Linked DNA regions of Hordeum vulgare: region 1 is linked to region 2. The links are chromatin contacts, called in public Hi-C maps. All regions are on one chromosome and are shown on one strand. The core of a region is the stretch at or near the end of the contact, and the rest is flanking DNA. Distances in the headings are between cores, read along the strand shown. Region 1 has its middle 88 kb from the start of LOC123395915. Region 2 holds the start of LOC123399739 (calmodulin-binding protein 60 A-like).

The links. Hi-C and Micro-C count contacts between places; a contact is called where the count stands out from the background.
Region 1: a contact with region 2 is called in a Hi-C map of leaf, with 2.5 times the contacts expected there. The contact joins the enhancer-like site here to the promoter of LOC123399739 in region 2. A contact is called at or near these places in 3 of 6 Hi-C or Micro-C datasets (leaf and seedling) and 1 of 1 datasets of contacts at active chromatin or transcription factors (embryo).

The regions. Positions count from the first base shown.
Region 1 is chr5H:109,480,801-109,486,363 of MorexV3_pseudomolecules_assembly, reverse strand. No RefSeq gene overlaps it. Among protein-coding and RNA genes, the nearest start is that of LOC123395915, 88 kb to the left of the region's middle. Within about 2 kb of position 3,618, at least 3 of the 3 cell types and tissues checked have open chromatin away from gene starts, as enhancers often do. A contact at or near this core is called in leaf and seedling, where this site is marked.
Region 2 is chr5H:108,966,005-108,972,060 of MorexV3_pseudomolecules_assembly, reverse strand. It overlaps LOC123399739 (calmodulin-binding protein 60 A-like), which reads left to right and starts at 2,910. Exons shown (of 10, transcript XM_045094125.1): 1 at 2,910-3,278; 2 at 3,426-3,525; 3 at 4,307-4,359; 4 at 4,503-4,987; 5 at 5,077-5,237; 6 at 5,322-5,519; 7 at 6,013-6,056. The coding sequence starts at 3,181.

The sequences.
Region 1 (5,563 bases), core at 2,369-4,868, 510 kb before region 2:
TTGTCTTCTCCTTTTGAATAAAATGTTGCACATTCCAACTTAGTTCATGCCACTCTTGCACTATTATTTTCATATCATTCGTTCGTGCAAGTGAAAGGCAATAATGACGGTATTTCATGAAGTGACTGTGGCAAAGAAAAGCAGGTATGAAATCAACTTGTTTTTATTTTTGTAAATATGGTTAGACCAGTATCCATGATTCAACGTATTATGACCAAATATGTTTGCAATAATAATTAGAGATTATAGTTGTTCATGCCATGCTTAAGTAGCTAGGAGTAGATAATGATTTATCTTGGATGTCAACATGCATTAAAATGGTTGTGATGTACTATGATGATATGGTATCCTCCTCTCAATGTCCGAGCGGCTTGACTTGGCACATGTTCACACATGTAGTTGAATCAAAACCAACATAGCCTCCATGATATTTATGTTCATGGTGTTTATATCCTACTCATGCTATTATGCAACGATGATTATTGATAAAGCATGTTCATGACCGTCTTCGCTCTCTAGCTGGTCGCTTCCCAACCTATTTGCTACCCTTCACCTATACTAAGCGGGAATACTGCTTGTGCATCAAAATCCTTGAAACAAAGTTATTCCAGATGAGTCCACTATACCTATCTATATGCGGTATTACCCAACCATCCCAAGTATATTTTCATGTGCCACCTCTAATATTTCAAATGAACTTCTGTTTTGTGTGCGTGGACCGCTCATGGAGCGACAAAGGGAAGTCAACATCTTCCATACTAAGCGGGTTATTCTCATGGTGAGTGATTATTCACTCGTCCTTGCATGAGAGGGGATGGTAAATAGGGACTCCAATCCCGAATCATAAATCACAGTCAACATCTTCCATACTAAGCGGGTTATTCTCATGGTGAGTGATTATTCACTCGTCCTTGCATGAGAGGGGATGGTAAATAGGGACTCCAATCCCGAATCATAAATCACAGATAATTAAACAAAACTCCTCTGGATTGTTGTTGGTATGGAGGACATCCATGAACTCGGCTAGCCGAGGAGTGTGTTTGTTGATGGAGGGGGAGTAAATCTTTACTTTTACTGCGTGGGAGCCACCGCTAATTTGTTGAGCATGGAGGGTATCGATAACTCTTGGTCATAACATTGACAGGATTGGTGTACCTCCCAAAATAATTTATCTCTTATTTTCTCTATGAGCTCTGGCACCACTGCAAATCCCCGCTTCCGTGTGTGTAACGACCGGTTTTTTGGAAAAATAATTTGTAAAAAACAGGCCTTTGTGTTAACCAACCCAGGACTACTGTTAGTTGGTGGACACTCACTTGATACATAAATCCCAAGAAAAATACAAAATCTGGGTTACAAGACCATGAAGGTCCACTGGTTTGGACAAAAGTCTGAGGATGACGATGGAAGCGACTCGAGGAATCTCGAGTACCCATGGAACTCCATTCCCACAGGAACAACTGACCTGGTTGAATTCCTATCTCACAAGGTTGCTATCCTCGACTCCTAGATTATGGGGTTGACGACATCGTGCTCCTCTCCAAAAGTAATCTGGCCAAGACAATAGCCAGTGACAAGCCAGTGAGTAATTTGAATGTACTCGCAAACATCAAGAAAACACATAAGTTAAAGCAGGTGAGATGCATGTATAATTCACTTAATAACTCTATCATGCCATTAATTCACGGGTACATTCATGCATATAAATCATGTCCACCAATGTTGTATAAACAAGAAAGGAAAGGTAACACTCAAGTATAAGCTTGTTGATCAAGCTTCTGAGGCGACACCTCGAAAGGAAAAGTAACACAAGCCACAGTCGGACGTCTTAGCGCACCGCATAAAGGGACTTGTTAATGGAATATTACTAAACATGACACAGTTGGATGCCTAGAGCGACACCACAAAAAAGGGCTTATATGAAGATAACGATGAATAAGTAATAGCATGCGTGCCAGAGTTGGGCGTCAGAGTGACACCACATAAAGGGATCATATGAAAGTAATAACAGTTGCCAGAGTCAGGCGGCTAAGAGACACCATAGAAATGGCTTATATAAAAGAAATAACAGTTGCCACAATCGTCCGTCTAAGCGACACCACATAAAAGGCTTATATAATATCAACACCGAGTATCCACGAGGTAGAACCATCACAAGGATACTCTAACAAATCCATATACCACACATGATTAGTCCACATCAAAATTCATAATAATAGTACTACTTATCATCCCGGTTCATGGGTTTCATCATGTTTCAATTTAATTCCTCCAGAGACTGATACTCAGACCGACACTTGACTAGTCAACCAGTCGTCCTTGACCGTAGACACGGATACACGAATAGTTTTGACTCTACAAAGGATGTACTCTTTACCAACAGCCCACAGGTTTTAATAGTCACTCAGACTAATCCCGTGTATGGTATTTTAGAAGTAAACTCTCAGAACCAACACACACCCATTTTTACCCCCGCGAAGACCGGTCTCACCCGGGCTACGCCGCCATGGAAAAATCATAAGACGGGAAGGCTCCAACCTCAACTAGCATGGGATCAAATTTATACCCGTGTGCTACAAGGAAAGAACTCTTCCCTCTTGGTCCCAGACCGAAAACACCCATGCCCCTGTCCGGATGACTGGATTTAGTCCAGGGCCATGGATACCTTCATCTCGGCCCCTTTATTTGGTGTGTACCTGATAATAGGTTTATGACCTACTAAACTGTATTCCCTTTCGGGAAGACCTATGGCAACACGAAAGGTAAGGTGACACATTAACAAGATTCGATTTATAGTCGACTTAGGAGGTTTAAGTTTTCCTGCAAGGGTTAGTACCACACGACTTTGCTGAATGATATACCTCAGTGTTACCACCATCACACCCCGACATGCCTTCACTGACCACTCTCGTCCCACGAGATGTCAGCCCATGGTCTCATATTCACCACGACAAACCTTCCTCCAAGGTTGTCCAGACCAACGTGTCATATGAAGCATGGGGTAGTAGACACTCACCATTTGCATCACATATATCCAGCAACAAAAATATCCATCACATGCACTCATGCAAAGTATGATTTTATGCGAGAGTTTTTATCAACATAATGAAATCACGCATTCCAATGCACCACAACAAACACCACACATCTTAGCACATATCAGAGTTCAAGATGCTTGCCTTTGGGAGAAGAAGGGTCGTGTGCACCCCAAAAATATTGAAGGAGTTTGCTTCCCTTCAAATTCCTATTTTGAAAATAATACCATTCAACACACAATTCCAAAGCAGCACATAAGAAGTGTTTGAAAATTTATGAATAAATTTTAAAATAAACTAGATGAGATTTTAGAAAGGTAGGAAAAATAATCATTTCATTTGGAGTTTTTATTTAAAAATATATGGCCAGTCAAAGTTTCTGGTCAAAGCTAGATTTAAATAAAACAAAAACTATAAAACGTTTCAGCCAGGAATACGCTTCCCAGCAGAGAAAACGTATTCACTAAAAACGCTATGGGAAACTACCCTTTGTTGCACTGAAAACGCACCAGGAGAGGCTGCGCCACTGGGGCACTTGGCTGGCTCACCGATAGGTGGGGTCCACGTGTCGGGTTTGTCCTCTACCTCCCGTAGCAGAACCAGGGTGGCGCTCCGGTGATCCTCGTCGGCGACTCGCTACAGCTCTCGGGCTCTAAGGCGTGGGGATGGATCGAAGAGGTCCTCGCTGTCCACCCGGTGGTCTCCAGGGGCACAGGAGTGACGGGAGGCGCCGGTGCCACAGGCTTTGGCGGACGGCGGCGTCGGCCTCCGAGAGGGCTTTGCAGACAGTGGTCCCCGGCACTTGCGGTGAAGGGGAAAGGACCTACTAGCCGCTAGGGGATGAAGGAGGAGGAGGCTGGCATGGACAGGCACGACTGCGACGAATTTGACCGGAGAGGCCGCGGCGGCCAAGCTGCCGGAGGTGAGCAAGATGAACATCTCCGACCAAATTGCTGCTACGGGGAGCTTGCTACGGTCGAGAGAGATGCGATGGAGCACACTGCAACTCCGGGGGGGGGGGGGGGGGTATTTATAGCCGGGCAGAGGCGGTTCCGCGGCGGCCCGAGGATAAGAACGCCGACGACATTTCTGACGGTGGCACATGGGCGGTAGGAGCGGCTGGCAGGGCTGGCAGCGAGCGAAAGATGCAGCGTAGGTGGTCCAAGGGCAGCTGGCACGCTGAGGCTGCTTGGGCGGCGCCAGCCACTGTTGGGGCGAGATGCTTCCGTCGACAGGACGCCAGAGCTGGGAGGGCCTAAGGACTACATGGCACAGGAGTGGCGACCACTGGTCGGGGTCTGCCACGACGTTGCGCGGCTCTAGAAGCTAGCTAAGGGGCACATGCAATTGGACGTGGCAGCTCGGGCGCACGCGTGCAAAACGTGCGCTCTGGCCACACCTAGAGCACGCATGGCACCTGCTCGACGAATTGCCTGGCATGGACAAATGGCTTAGGTTCTCTCCAAACTTACGAGGGCAGGGCTGCTAGCTTAGACAAGCTTCCTAGATATGCTGGTTGGGCCGATTGAGCAATTCTATAATGTGGAGCCAGAACTATGCCAATTCTGGCCACAGGCCTCTCGGAGATTTGTCTCGTATCCAAACTTTCCAAATCATAGTCTCTTTGGACCTTAAAAGAGATGGTGTGGTTAGTTTGGCCAAAAGAAAAACTAGGTAATGCAAAGTTTTGAGAAAAACAATTCTGGACAACAAGTTGAGGCTATTAATTCATGCATTTAAATTAATCTAATGGGGCTCAATTCATAAACTTAAGGTTTTGGTAGGGTGAACTACCAGCAGTAAAATTCCCAAGGTCATTGGAGCAATCTAGAATAGGGCTGCAGTACAAAACAACAAAGTTGACAAGAATAGAAAGGGGGTTGTTTTGCTAATTTTTTCCAAAACACATAGTTGAGTTTTTGCATAAAAGCGAATATCATGCATGACATCTCCAAAATTTTTTGGAATTTTTAGAAGAGTTTATAAAAGGGATACAATGCAAAAGGGGTCCTAAAGGAATTAAAAAGTCATTTTTGAACAAGTGGAACTTGGCAAAATAATTAAAAAAAAACCCCAATGAACTTGTGAGAAGAAAAGAAATGTTTTGATGCAAGCACTCAAGTTCCGACATAATTTTCAAAACTTCTACTAGGAGGAATTTTTTTATAATTTAGAAAAAAAGAGTGGTTCTGAAATCAATAGAAAATTCAGAAAAGTTAAAAATTAGACAAACATGGCCAAGTTTTAAAATATCCCCATTAAGTTAAATAAAGGATCTATCTATTATTATATTATTAAGACGATAGAAAACTTACGGCTCAGATGTATCAAAAGATCAAAAGTTAAAAGGATCGGTTGTGATTTGTAGGAAAAAGTACATATACATGTCTCCTCATAACTTACGTTTGGAGCCAGCCTAGCACAAAGGGATTAGTCAAAGTACAAAATAAAAGGAATCGCAGCCAATCAAACAAGTGACGAGTAAAAGAACAACTATGATTTGCAGAAAAAAGTACGTATGCATGTCT
Region 2 (6,056 bases), core at 1,661-4,160:
AGGCAAGCAACCATTTTGATCATCCCGATAAATCCCATGTTCTTGCTCCTGCTCTTACTTATTGCATTAGGTCAAAATGTTTTTAATGCTTTTACCACGTTAGTTGAACCCACTTCCTTTGCATGACATGTCCTTGTCACAGTAAATAGCTGAACCTTGCAACCTAGCATACCTGGTAGATGCTTGAACTCTGATGTGCCTTATCCTGCTATGCATTCTATGCTTAGAGTTGTGTATGGTCTGTCATTTGGATGATGAACAGGATCGTGAGAATGTGTTCAGTTAATAAATGTTGTGTGTTGAACCTGTTTTGGTAAAGGTACCGATGAAAGGCTATGTAGGAGTACATGGCGGGTTGTTTCATTGGAATCGTCCTTAGGAACTGAGTTCCGTGTATGTAATCCAAGACAAGATACTACCACATGCTGGGCCCTGAAATATGACCCCGCTCGACTTATTAATCGCTTAGTACTCGGTCCATGAGTTGCAAGTAGTTTCTGGTGTTTATAGTCATGCTGGAGGTCGTGCGTAGCGCTGACCTTAGAGGTGGGCTATGATGTGGTAGGCAGTGGCACGGTGTACCAAGTGGCACCCAGATGGTGGGCTTGGGAAACCTACGCACATCATTTGGGGCCGTGGTGGAAACCTCGGCCGGACTTCCGTGCGGGTTACCCTCAGATAGGCGATAAACTTGGACTAGGTATTAGAGTGGTTAACGGTCGTGGCCGACTCCCTCGATGGGCTTCCGCTTGAAGGTTGCCGAGGTGCATGACGTGCACATGGCGATAAGTGGCGAGAGCGTATGTGAAGAAGTACACCCCTGCAGGGTTATGATCTATTCGAATAGCCGCGTCCGCGCATATGGACTACTTGGAAACATATGTTGTTCATAGACAACTATAATGGCTACTCATAAAAATATCAAGATAAGTGTGAGTGTCGTGGATGGCATTTCCGTAGGGAGACGGAATGATTCACGATGGAGTATTGTTGTGGTGTTAGTGGACTCGTGTGCGAGAAAACAAAGTTGTCAAAGCTATTTGAAAATGCAAGTTTGTCTAGCCAAAAGTCAAATGCTGGCTTTCTGCATGAAACCCCACAACTCCTTGTTGATACATTGCATGAGTAGATAGATCATCCTAAAGTCTTGCTGAGTACTTTTGTACTCATGTTTGCTTAATAAATTGTTGCAGAGGTTGTTAATGACCCTAATGGAGGGTTCTATCTAGACGTTGACGACGACGAGTAGCTGGTGTCCCAGCTACGATCTGGCCCTAGGTTGGGTCTGTAGATAGTCAGGCCATGTGCATTTACCTTTCCATATGTCTGTACTCAGACAGTTTAAATCTTCCGCTGGCTTGTAAGACTTGTTTGAATGACTTGTGATGATGGGTCGTGAGACCCTATCTGTGTAATATTATTGTGAGGTTCTTCCGAGCCTTCTAAATAAAGTTTGTATGTTTATGGTTATGTTGTGATGCCATCGATGTATCTATGCATATCGGTATGCCATGCGTACATGTGTTGTACTTGATATGTATGGGGTTCGAACACCTAGTCGTATGCCTTAGTAGCACTCCTTACGAGGAAATTCCCCTTTGTGTTTCCACCGAGCCACGGTAGTTCGCTACTGCTCCGGACACATTGGTTGACCGGCATGTGTCCTTCTTAGCTGATGTGTCTATCCCTTTGGGGAAATGTCACGTGGTGTAATGGAGTCCTTGTAGCTTGCTACGACTCGCCTACACTCGTTGCTGATCGACACCTGCTTTGCTGGGTCATGTATGCCTGTCCCTGTACGGAACTGCCACTTAAGTTTATGACTAGACATGTCGACCGGGTTCTTTGACATTGGAATGCTAGCGACACAATTGCATACGCGAGTCAAAAGGCGCAAACGGTCCCGGCTAAGGTAAGGCTGCAACCGTGGGGATAACCATGCGTGAAACCGCAAAGAGATGTGATGTGTTACATGTTGGATTCCTATGGCTTATGATCGGAGTCCCGATAGTTTATTCACCCCCCCCTCACGGCCTTCTAGACATCCCTTCTAATGATCCCACAACCTCCCATGACCAAAGAGGAGGAGGTCGAGCTCATGAGGTGGGTCATGAAGGATTCCATGAACACCCACAAGGAACACCAGTAGGTGGGCCTCGAAACCATGTCGGCCCTCTCCGCGGCCGGCAACGTCATCATCCAGGAGCTCCAAATGGCCGTCAAGGAGTAGGTCGTCGAAAAGCCCCACATCACCGTTTGGAACCCCCGGCTGGTGGTTGTCCACAACGACACATATGACGAACTGGGTGGGTGTCGAGCCATGGGCGCCCATGCCGCCACGGTCACTGGACTAGTCCCATGCAGCCACCGAAGACGTCATCGGTTCACTTCCGACATCCACTAGCGTACGTACACCTCACTATGGACGACGATGAGGACGGCGAGATCCAAGACGACCACGGCGACGACCATCATCTTTTCTTAAGTTTTTTAAGTTTAAGTTATGTTTAAACGTTCGTCCGGGAGGTTGAACTATTTAATTATGTTTTAAGTCTATGTTAATGTTTAATTATGCTTTATGGTGTTTTTTAAAATGTGCAGCCAATTTTTTTATTTTAAATTTATGATTTCCGACGCGGACTTGATTTTTTTATTTCAAATTTATGATTTCTAACGCAGACTTGATTATTTTATTTTAAATTTATGATTTCCAACGCTGACAAGTTGTGATACCGTCGCGCGTTGGATGCATTGATCGATGGACGGGTAAAATCGGACAGGACAGGGGCGTCCGTTTTACCGCCCCAAGCGGATTAATCCATGGTCACGGGGAAATCGATGAGAAAAGGGCAGTTGGGCACTCCCACAGTACCCAACTTGACACTTGTGCGCACATCTCTCCTTGGAATCTTCTCCCCGGCCGCGTCGCCCCGCCCAGGAACGGGAGAAGAGGAAAAGTGCGCAACTTTTCCCTCCCGTCTCAAAACGGGGCCATATATACACCTACCGCCAACGCTAAGCGCCGATACTCCCAAGCGCACCAGAAGCACACACATTGCATTGACTAGAGTCTAGAGAGTCTAGAGCAGCAATCAAACAAGCAAGCGAGCGAGCGAGCGAGACTACCTGGCTTGACCTGCATCCCGCCGCACTGAGCAGCTAGTCAGCTAGCGCCCGCCCATGCCGGCGAAGCGGCCGCTGGAGTGTGGCGGCGGAGGGGCCTCGCCGTCGCCGGCGCGTTCGCCGGCGATGAAGAAGAGGTGCCGCTCCTTCGACCTGTGAGTCTCCCTCCCGTCTTCTTTCCCTCGCGTTCCGTCCCTTTCTTGATCCGTTCTTGTCTCCACTCGTAAGAGATGAAGGCTTATTGGGGGGATTTACTGACCGTTTGATGCGTTGGGCTGATTGATTGATTGATTACTCTGCAGGGAGATCAGGGGATGCAGGCATCTGGAGGAGCTGGTCACCAACAGCGTGCGAAGGGTGGAGGCTGCGGTTCAGTCCGCGATTGAGTCTGCCATCAGCCGGGTAACCAATCACCTCACTCCATGGAGCTACTGCTTCGGCAGGAATCCTGGATGCCATCCATTTAGAATAGTGATATATATTGATCGATCGTTTCGTAACTAACTAGTCTATTGAACGCAACCTATTTTTCCGCAATGCAATCTGATGTGACGGAACACTAGGCACCATTTAGTAGGTTGGCCATTTCAAATCATTGACATTCTGGAAAGAGATATTCTCCGGAAATTGCGGTGGTTTCAGTGTGATCCAAACGAAAACGCTGGATCTTCGGCCAGATTGAAAACCTTAGCTAATTCCAGTGGTCATCCAAATTTGATCTAAACCGAAACCGGTAACCAGAGTCCAGTTGCTGGATCCTAGTAGGATAGTTACCTCAGAAATCGTGAGTCTTTTTAGAGATTCCACTATGGACTACATACAGATGTATATAGACATACTTTAGAGTGTAGATTCATTCATTTTGCTTCATATGTAGTCCATAGTGGAATCTTTAAAATGGCTTATATTTAGGAACGGAGGGATTATATGTTTCATTAACAGAGGGTGCTATTGGTGTTGGTGATGCATAATACTATGAAGATAGCAGTCTTTCATGACCCTGTTCTTTTGTATCCCTTTGTTCCTACATATAAGACGTTTTGTTGCTTCAATTTCAACTGCCAAATTCAACTGCCAAAACGTCTTATATTTAGGAATGGAAGTAGTAGTTTACTTTATCATGGCAATTTCTGGACTTTTTCGGAAGGTCAACCCCTCAAAGTTTTCCTTTTCCTTTTGACAGATACCAGAAGCGGTGACTAAAGCGATTACAGGCTACTTAAGCCGTGCTCCTAGGTACCATTTCCTGACTACAAACGCCACTTTTCTGTCCAACCAGTAAATAGTACTAATAATATTAGTTTTTGTTTTACTAAATTTTTGCCCTGTTAAAGACCATTTATGGTTGCATTGACCTTCTCATCTGCTGCGTTACACAGTTTGTGCAGAACGCTGGTTGACCAAAACCAGACTCCAAGATACAAGCTTAGGTTCCTGAATGGCTTGAGTAATGAAGTTTTCACAAAAAAGGAAATCCGTTGTGCAAATGGTGATCCTCTCAAGATATGTCTGGAGGACAACAACCAACAAGAGAACAATTCTCGTCGCCTTCTTTCTGCCAAGATCAAAATTGTTGTTCTTGATGGTGACTTCAACATAGATAATGAAGATTGCTGGACATTGGAGAATTTCAGCAGGCATATCGTTCGTCCACGGGACAAAATTGGGGCAGTGCTGACCGGAGAGCTGGAGGTTAGCCTAAAGAATGGCAAAGCTGATCTCCGTGATGCTACATTTATTGATAACTCCAAGTTCACGAGGAGTGGCAAGTTCAGGCTTGGGGTAATGGTTGTTGACGGGCTTGGTGAACGGATCCTAGAAGGGATAACTGAACCTTTCACAGTAAAGGATCGTCGTGGAGAAGGTAGGCTTGGATTTAAAATTTGATTTTGTGTTACCTTTTTTTTTTTGCGATGTTGAAACTAGCGATCAATCTATTTCTTGTACTTGCAGGATACCAAAAGCATGCCATTCCATCATTGGATGATGATGTTTGGCGCCTGCAGAAAATTTCAAAGGATGGTGTCTTCCATGGGGCACTCAAACGGAGTGGCATCTTTTCTGTGAAGGATTTCTTGACGTCATATTACAAGGATGAACATACTCTCCGCAAAGTAAGAAATGAATTTCTTCTGACTTCTTGCTCACTTTGATACTGAGTATAATAGCAAGTTAAGTTTATTTCCCACTGCATTTAGGTTCTCAACAAGGCCTCAAAGCTAGTATGGACGACTATTATTGATCATGCTAAAAGGTGTGATCCTGGAAAGGAGCTCTACTCTTTCATCGTGGAAGGCCATAATGTTGTCCTGTTCTTCAACTGTTTCTATAGGGTTGTTGGAGTCACATCCAGTGACCAGTATATTCCCTTCAAGGACCTCGATAAACCGATGCAGGTGTTCCTCTCATACTGATTTCAGCTTCTACTAGAAATTTCTTGCAGGTTGTACATACTGAATTTGCCGTTTTAGCATAACTGCTCCATGCATACAAGAGAAATGTGTTAGAATTCAGACTAAATAATTGTCTGGACCATACTTTTATCCTTTTAACAAAAGACTATTAGTTTTTGGAAGTATCCTAATTTCTTACTCATGACAGTTGTTGACTTTGACAAAAGATCAAACAACAGAAACATTCGGCGAACGTATAACCTCAATCAGTCAGCTATCTCAATGCACTTCATACCATCCACATATAATGCGGGTACATGAAGTTCTTGGCTGTGTGCATCTCAGGATGCAGAGGCCAGCGATTATTTTCTTTCATCATCAAAAAAGGCCTTGAAGTTAGGAACTTAGTGTTGCAGAAAGATGAAAAGGTTGTTAATCTTGATTTGCTTTCACAAACATGTTCTGAATGTACATTTATTGGGATTCACATTTGCAGGGCCGGGTGAAACAATGGAGCAAAGTTGCATATGAAACTTTGAC